Regions from separate parts of the Zea mays genome. Here region 1 is linked to region 2. A link is a contact called in public Hi-C data. All regions are on one chromosome and are shown on one strand. The core of a region is the stretch at or near the end of the contact, and the rest is flanking DNA. Distances in the headings are between cores, read along the strand shown.

What was found. Hi-C and Micro-C count contacts between places; a contact is called where the count stands out from the background.
Region 1: a Hi-C map of endosperm shows a contact between it and region 2, with 2.3 times the contacts expected there. The contact joins the promoter of LOC101027201 here to the enhancer-like site in region 2. A contact is called at or near these places in 5 of 25 Hi-C or Micro-C datasets (endosperm and leaf).

The regions. Positions count from the first base shown.
Region 1 is chr8:72,225,964-72,230,510 of Zm-B73-REFERENCE-NAM-5.0, forward strand. It overlaps LOC101027201 (GBF-interacting protein 1), which reads left to right and starts at 1,705. Exons shown (of 10, transcript NM_001279811.2): 1 at 1,705-2,048. The coding sequence starts at 1,874.
Region 2 is chr8:71,883,720-71,888,429 of Zm-B73-REFERENCE-NAM-5.0, forward strand. It overlaps the pseudogene LOC103635340. Among protein-coding and RNA genes, the nearest start is that of LOC100277777, 74 kb to the left of the region's middle. Within about 2 kb of position 1,847, at least 5 of the 20 cell types and tissues checked have an H3K27ac peak or open chromatin away from gene starts, as enhancers often do. A contact at or near this core is called in endosperm, where this site is marked.

The sequences.
Region 1 (4,547 bases), core at 455-2,954, 340 kb after region 2:
GCTACCAACATGGCCAGCTACCTTCAGCTTGGTGTCATATTGGGTACCACAGTGACCATGGTCTCAATTGAAGAACAATCATATAACAGTTTAAACCTTTTCTATCAACTTGAGGACAAGTTGAGTTTCAAGGAGAGGAGAATGTCAAGTATCTAGATTGGAATGGCAGCTCATCTACACAAGATGCACATGAGACGATAGATGATTGTTTGCTCTGATGATCAAGGACTCACTGAAACACAAGCAGCGAAGGATGGTGTAGTCGGAGGAAAGCATGCAAGTTCAAGAGGAGGAGCGCAACACAACACAACACATATTTGGGCCTGGATGGGATGTGTAATGCCCTGCTGACCTGACCTGTAATATCATAGTTAAAGCATACTACACTGAACAGAGAATACACATCGAACAAGAGAACACTAATCCAATTCTGCGTCTATCTACTCCATTTGCTTCTACTTCCCCTTCCCCATGACATCAGCGACGACCGATCAATCCCCTACCTGACGACGTCGCTAACAAGTATGCGTCGTACCATCCGAGCTTGTTTGAGAGATAAGGGAATGAAGAGGATTAAAGCATCTCCAAGTGTCTTTCTAAATACCACTCTTTAAATTATCATTTGGAGGGTCATTTGCATAAAAAACGCTTTCTAAATATTTTTAATATCCAACAACATTTGCATATCTCATTTGGACTCTAGAGAGTCATTCACGTTTTACTATATTTGGCTAGCGAGAAGCCCGAAATAGAAGATGTTTATATTTGGATAGCCATTTAGATAAGCTGCTGGAGGATATTTTTTTAACAAAAATCTATATTTATATAGATTAGGAAGAATATAGATAGCCTTTTGGAGTTGCTCTTAAAGAGCTTAAAATCTCCTTCGTATTTAAAATTGAATAACAATATAATTTTAACTTCTCTAATCTGCTCCAGTTCCCTTGCTTCCAAACACAACTCCATCCAGAGGCAGGGAAACAGTTAGGACGTGTTTGGCAACAATGTTTTTCAATGGTATTTTTAGAGCTGCCAAAACTATGTATTATCATAACAATTGTAAATCATAGTATTGTAAAACTATGATTTTAAGAAATTATTATTCGGATACAATATTGTAAACCATGATATTAGACAAAAAGCTAGCCATGCCATAAAAACTTTAGGTTTAAATGGAATTTTCAATACTCTAAAAATACTATGTTATCTAGAATACCACGGTTTCGAAAACACCGTTTTCTGAAACAGTTCGTGCCATAAAATACGGCGGTATAATCTAAAAACATGATATTGTATAGGAAATATAAAAATACTAATCTCAAACATGAGTACATGACCTTAGAGCATCTCCAACAACGTGACCTATAAAAATGCCCTATAATTTGAAAATAAGTATATTTTATAGAATTTAGGGCACCAACAAAACACCCCGCTCCAACAGTAAAGCCCTAAATCTAGATTATAGAGCAGCCCACTACGGTGTAGTATATTTGAGTCACTTGAGAGGGTGCCCTATAGTTTTTTGATAAAAATTTATAAAATAAGGCACTGTTGGGGTAGTTTTTCCTGTGTAGAGCCTAATATTTCAATTTAAGGCACTAGTTTGAGGCATTGTTGGAAATGCTATTATGTTGCGTGAATACACCCTGCATCCTTTCGTCAAGCTATATAAATTTGGCCGCAGGGAATGAGGGAGGGCCGGAGGGGGAAGGGTTTTGGAATTAGGCCGCCGGACGCCGTTGCGTGGGAGAGAGCAAAGTGAACCAGGCCGAAACCGAAGCTACCGCCACGACCACCACCCGCGCCCACTGCAGCAACGCCGGACCCTCGTCTCCCTGTCCCCGACTACCAGGAGGAGATCCCGGCGGCGAGGATGAGCGGCGGCGGTGCCGGAGGGAAGGGGGCGGCGGCGCCCGTCCCGGCCGGGTCGAGGAAACTGGTGCAGTGTCTCAAGGAGATCGTGAACCGACCCGAGGCGGAGATCTACTCCGCACTGCGCGAGTGCGGCATGGACCCCGACGAGGCGGTCAGCCGCCTCCTCTCCCAAGGTCCGTGGCACGGCTTGCGCTGTCCTCTCCTCAGTCCATCAGTCCCACGATTCCTTGCCTGTTTAGCTGTTCGTTGTAGGGCGCGTTGCTACGGTTTAGACGGGTCCTAGACCAGCAGGCTCTCGTCGATCTGGGCGATTCGTCGACGTGAAGGTTGTAGTCTGAGCGCGCTGCCCGATTAGTGAGAATCGGATGCACCAGTATTGTTTCTCCCCCCTTTAACCCTCGAGTTCATACTTGGTTTAGTTATCTTTCAAGTCACTATATCAGATAGTAGTGTTAGATGTTGGAGTCTGTAGTAGTATTAGATGTAGGGAACGTATCTGGTGCTCAAAGGGGTACGGTGCTCATGTGCATATTTTAAATCTGGTGCATCCATTTCGCACCTAACAGCAGCACCAGTTTTGTGAAGAACCCCTTCCACCTTCCTCTCTCCTGGTGTGAGGGGTTCTTCGTAAAATTGCTGGTGTCGTTGAATACAAGATGGATGCACCAGATTTAAAATGTGCACATGAGCACCGTACCCCTTTGAGCACCAGATACGTTCCCTTAGATGTAGGAGCTGTGACTGCTGTCACAGTTGTCCACTATCCATTTAGGGTTTCTATTTCAGATTTCCTGGAAATGCTATTAGTGGTAAGGACTAAGGAGTTCCCTGTCGGTTCCTCTGTTTGTGTTGTGGTGCCAGCCAATCATTTCAAGAACACTCAGACTTTTTTGTGGTTGTCGCTTCCTAGAGGATTTACTTTTCTCTAGTGGGATGTGATGATAGCATGGACAATGTTTGGACACTTGAAGCTTGGGAGAAAGTAAGGATGCAACGATAGCATGGACAATGTTTGGACACTTGAAGCTTGGTAGAAAGTAAGACAAGTTGCTGTATTAAGCTGAGACTTTTAGTGTTTCAATGCAGGAGGCAAACAGAAATTGGTTTAAGTGGATTGATTTGTGTTTTGTACTAGTTAGGACTTAGGAACTGGATTTGGAAAGGATGGTGGCGGTAGGTTTAGATAGTTTGTTGGGACAAAAAAGCTGTGGTACTCTTAGCTACCAGGTTTGAAAAGAGTGGAGCCTTTAGACTGGGATATGATGTTTGAACTCCTGCTCTTCTATATTCAGTCTCATGTCCGCTAGTCATAAAATTTAGAGGAAGGTGTTTATGTACTAGGTGGATGAAGATGCTAATCAAAGCAATGTGGTTGAAGTGGCATCAAACAACTGATGTTCTATGTGACAAGAGCGTACCACAGAAGCTAAAAGGCAAGTTTTATAGGACGACGATTATATGTGCTCAAAGTTTTGCTAGGCGCTAGGCGGAATCTAGGCGATGACCCTTAGCCTAGAGACTAGTCCAGCCTAGGCTTGCCTAGGCGATGCTAGGCGTTTTTCTAGGCGTTTTGCCAACTTATATAATATATACATATATACATTTATAGATAAAAAATAGGGAAGGATCAGTAGACATACCTTTTGTCCTTGCAGATCTGCTGATCACTGAATCCTCAAGCACTGCTGCAATAGAAGTGGACAACACTTTTAGATGCAATTGGGCATCAATACAAGTGATAAAAAAATAGGAAATAGCAAGTTAGGTACTTATCTGAGGTCTGACCCTTCTCCCATCCATTAAGTACTGATCAGCACCATAGGATAGCCTTTAGAAATCACAAACATGAAGGGACAGCAGGCAGTAACACATATAAAATGCAGCAACACGAAATAAAATAACAAGCGCATGCGCATGATTCAGTTCTCACAAGCCACAACACAAAACACAAGCGCACAACAGGAGTTCTAAGTTCACAAGTTAAAGATACATGGATGCATAATAAAAGCTAAAACAAGAACCCCATACTCCCATCCCACATCATAATAAAAGATACATTTGCTTGTCACACAGTATGCACTTTACCTTGTCCTTATTGTTTACATCAACAAGAACCCCATACTCCCATCCCACATCATCTGAATTTCTTCTAAGGACACTAACTCCCTCTGGTGCACTTGCAGTTTCTTCAGATTGACCCTCTGTCATCTGAGTTCAAGCCATCATATGTGAATCAGTGAATAACAGATTAACAGAGGAGAGAAGCAGGGGAGGAGGAACATACAGACCTTCTCTGCCGGGGAAGAACCAGGGGAGTTCTCTGTCTCTGTCGGCGAAGAACAGGGGAGAAGAGAAGCAAGCAGCAGGGCAGAGGATGTGCAGCAGGGCAGTGTCGGCGAAGAACAGGAGAGAAGAAGCAAGCAAGCAGGAGCAAGCAGGCAGGGGAGTTCTCTGGCGGCGGGGGCTTCTCTGGCGGCGGCGGCTTCTCTGGCGCCCGGCGGAGAAGGAAGCAGGGAGGGGGTCTCCGGCGACCGCGCAATCAGGCTATTTCCCTCCCGCGCAATCTGCCTTTCCCTACCGCGCGCACTCTATTTCCCTCCCGCGCGCGCTCTATTTCCCTCCCGCGCGCTTTCCCGCTCGCGCGCTATTTCTCTCTCGCAGTCCCGCGCGTT
Region 2 (4,710 bases), core at 597-3,096:
ATAAAATATGATACTGTGAATCTCACAATAGTAGCACTGTAAAAATAACATACCGTGCAGAAAACTGTGGTTGGAGAGTCATCAAACGCGACCCTTGCTAGCCCAAAGTCACATATTTTGAGTTTGCAGTCAGCATTTAATAATATATTTTTTGGCTTTAAATCCCAATGATAAACATTAGCTGCAGAAAAACAAGCCAGTCAAGCATTAGCTCGTAGCCACTCTGTGATAGGTGTCAAGTAAATGCATGTAACATACTGGACCGTTTGGATCTGAGGAATTGAAATTTACTTCATAAAGTAGTCTATTTAGCTTGGAATATGATATTCCATCACTTTCCAAAGCTTAGATATAAGCTATCTTAAATTCATGGTGTGCAGAATGTAAAATGATTTTTTGTTTTAGCGGAATATGTTAAGACCCTAAAACTTATAAGACGGTCTTCGACTCACTTCTCTATAGTAAAAAAAATGTAGCACATAAATATCTCTCACATATTGTTAATAATAGTATACAAATATATTTAGCATAAAATCATATTAGCTTAATTGATATTTGCCTAAATTGCTATTATTAGAATGTAATTAAATTAGAAGAAACCAAACGGGGCATAAGTGAAATCAGCGCTAGCAGAATTTAAATAAGGATTTAAACAAAAGAAACGAAAAAGATCTGATAGTAATTATCTAAGGTACACGTACACTTTCATCTAATAGGCACAGGGGATGTCAATAAATTTCATCCCCCCTTAGAACATAAAGAAAGCAGCACATCACACCGTCAATGTGCATTGATCAGAAGACCTTTGAGGCTGAGATAAGGAAATCGTTAGAGGCGTGTGCGTACCAGCATGCATATACTTCAACGCACGCAGCATCTGATAGAGAAAGTACTGGTGGTGCTCTGTCGTCAGGTCAGGGTTAGCCTTGATAACCTGGTGAAGGTCGGCCTCCATCAATTCAAACACGACATAAATGTCTTTGTAGTCCCTCCTAGCCGGAGGCAACATGACATGCTTGATCTCGACAATGTCAGGGTGTCGTAACAGCCGGAGCAGCTTGATCTCCCGGAGGGTCCTGGCGGCGTCGGACAGGTCATCGAAGACGCCTCCTATTTTCTTGATCGCGACCTTCTCGCCGGTGCGCCGGTCAATAGCTGAGCAAACGACCCCGTAGCTGCCTCTGCCGATGATCTCTTGGGGTATGTATCTGTCGGCGTCGCTGAAGGACTCCATGTCTGGTGGGTTCTGCGAGTTTTGGTAGATGGGGACGGTAAGAGATCACCGATGGTAATGATAACTAGGCAGCAGTCGGCTCGTAGGATTTATATATACGTAGTAGTCCGTAGTAGTCCGTCCACAAAATGAAGGAAATAAATAAATACTCCTGCGGCTTGGATTAGGAAGATTGGATAAACATACATACCCAAGTCACGCGAATCCAATACCAGCGTCGCGTGGTACTCCTGCCGCGTATATCGGTTGGCGTCAAAACAACAACCGTATTTTTCGGGGATCTGAAACTGAAAACCTAGTAGCTTGCTTCGGACTCTGGGGAGGACTAACAACTCGTATCTCTTAATCTCTATCGCGCTGCAAGCAAGCAACTCAGGATCAAAACCCAAATCCATCCTTTCCTGCCGATGCCAAAATCCGGAGAGGCCGCATCCTTATCCAGCCAGTCGTCCCATACGAGCGTTGTCGATGGCACCAACACCGGGCGGCAGAGAAGAGATAAGAAGCAACCTTTCCACGCTCTGGAACCGACCTCCCCGCCTTCTTCCTCTGCTCCGCCTGCGCCAGCGCGCCGGCATTGACCTCCGGCATCGCCAACCCCTGTCGCCCCAATCCGCAGGCAAGGAGGGGGAGAAGAGTGGGCGGCGGAGGAGCAGAGGCGGCGTCCCCTTGGGTTACTTGGGGCTTGGGGCTGTTTGTTTCAGCTTTTTTCTGACCAGATTTTTTGAAAATCTGGCTGTAGGGAGAATCTGACTGTGGAGAGAATCTGAGTATCATTACGATTACGTGTGGGGGAAGACAAAGTTGTTCATAGGACTCAAGATCTAGAAAGTGACGGATTCCTACTATTACAACGACTCAACCGATTATGTGTTTATGTTGATTTTGAATGGTTTTTGTTCCAACGAATTTTATAGAAGCTGGCTCAAAAGCTGAGCGTTTGGTAGTCCGCAGCAGCTTTTGATGGCCAGAAGCTGTCAGAAGCCGAAACAAACAGGGCCAATATGTGCGCGGTGCAGCAGGGTGGCGTGGGTGTGTGCGCGCGTGAAACAAGTCGAGGGAGATGCGCGTGGACGGTCCTGCCCTTGCCCTCTCCGGCGACGGCGAGCGGCTGAACTGCGGCGATGGCGCGCGCCGTTAGGCGAATATTTCATCATGGTCAGCGAGATTCTCTACTTTATTCAACAATTCTCCGCGGTCACAATTACTCTATATATCTACCCTATACCCCACACTATTCTATCCCCTCCCAGCCCCCACCGCGCCTGCCACTGTGCCCGGGCCCACCTCCACCGCGCCTGCCTACCACTGTGTACGTTGTGCCATGCAAAGAAGATGAGAGAGACTATAGAGTTGGGCGGAAGAGTGCGCTAGATTTAGAGTTTTCCCAGCTACTGTTGCATTTAGCGTCGGGCTGAAGTTTCCCCGCTGCAGCACATTTGTTGACTCTATACCTTTAGAGTTGTGTTTACCGTCCGTGGCTGCGGACAGCCTTAGTCTCGACCTCTCGGTGACAATTGCATACTTCGCAGTTGGCACTTGGCACTATAGCCAACAACTAATGCGTAATCATATCATTTGTGTGTATCACATTTAACGCTTACATCCACCATAATCTCGGGTAGATTTTAAAAAAACCTAACCAATCATAATTATGTCTACAGTTAGTGGACTAAGAGACTCGTTTGTATACTTGCACATAAGACCTGATTGCACATAAGAAGCTAAGCTAAAAACAGTTTTTAATTGTTTAATTACGTCATATCCTTATTGGTTTCATGTAATTTATATCTATTGCCCCGTTTTTAAAACTAAAGGAAAGGTATGTTAGTAATTATGTGTTGGGGGCCTTCGGCTTCCGAAGGTCCTCAAAAACATGATTTGACAATGTTTTCCAAGTGAAATATGTGAACAGGTATCTTCAGAATCGGGTTATGAGTATACAAGAGTACGGTCAGGACGAAGCTTGAGTGAGACGGAAGGCGATTATGACGAAGGATAAGATGATCACGAAGCTACGACATGACAGCAGAAAAGGGGAACCGACTTAAAGATGAAAAGGCAAATTAGACCCCGAAGAATTACTATAGAGTTATTGATAAATGTAAAGGGCATTAATGTAATTCTACACGGGCCGCGTCCCTTGCCTATAAATAGATGAACAGTACTCCCGTACTGTTCACGCTGACTTGGCATTCGCTTTTCGCATTACGCCTGTACCTTTATTTTCCGTCAATCCGAAGGTACATGTATAATTTGTTATTATGAATATGATAGTGCAAATAAAAATAAGTTGATAATAATATTTATATTATTGTTTGTATTTCTTATACGAATTCTTTCTTATCATTTATCGAGTTTACGAAGGTCTCTTTCTTCATAACCTTCGTCCGAAATTCATTATGTCCGAAGGGATATAAAGTCTTGAAGGACGAAGGACCTTTATATTTAACACTTTTTATGTTGCCTTGTTCTTAACTCTTAGCATTTGAGAAAAGTCCCTAACATTGGCGCCCACCTCCGGTGAACTCACGTACATTTTTTGAGTTTTGAACACCTTCGGCAAGCATCACCTTCGTCATGCCACCGAAGAAAGTTTCAGCAACAGGGGCTGCCACTCTGCAGCCGCTGGACCCCAATCAGGATGTCCTTTCTCTTAGGGAGGCCCGAAGCCAGAAGAGGAAGGCCACCAGTCCAACGCCTCCGGAGGACGACTTGGATCAAGAAATCCAAAACTTGGAGATGCTCCATCAACAGGTCCAACGAAAGAAGGAAAAGATGGCTCGTCTAGCTGACCTACAAAGGCAGATAGACGAAGCCTCTGAAGAAGTTCGTCATCTTGCTCAAGATGACCAGAACCGAAGGCCTCCGCGCAGAGAGCTTCATCAGGAGGGCTTCTACAACGAGGACGACTGGTATGAAGATTTCCATCATGGAAATTTTGCTTTTGATGATACTTCTCCTCTGTCAACAGAACTGCAGGCTACACCTTGGCTCCAGTCTTACAAGCCATCTCAGCTCCCCATGTACGATGGTAATTCAGACCCGAAGCAATTCTTGATGAGTTATGAAGCAACCATATCTTCGTATGGTGGCAATACTGCAGTCATGACAAAGTCTTTCGTCATGGCTATCAAGAGTGTTGCGCAAACCTGGTACTCCTCTCTTCGGCCAGGAACAATCACCTCATGGCAAAAGCTGAAGGACATGCTGATAACCAGCTTCCAAGGGTTTCAAACGAAGCCGGTCACTGCTCAAGCTTTATTTCAGTGCACCCAGGACCACGAAGAATACCTTCAGGCGTATGTCCGAAGGTTCCTGCGTCTGAGGGCACAGGCACCAACAGTGCCCAATGAAATTGTCATTGAGGCCATGATTAAGGGGCTTCGGCCGGGACCTTCAGCTCAATACTTTGCAAGGAAGCCTCCTCAAACTTTGGAGAAGCTGCTCCAGAAGATGGACGAGTATATTAGAGC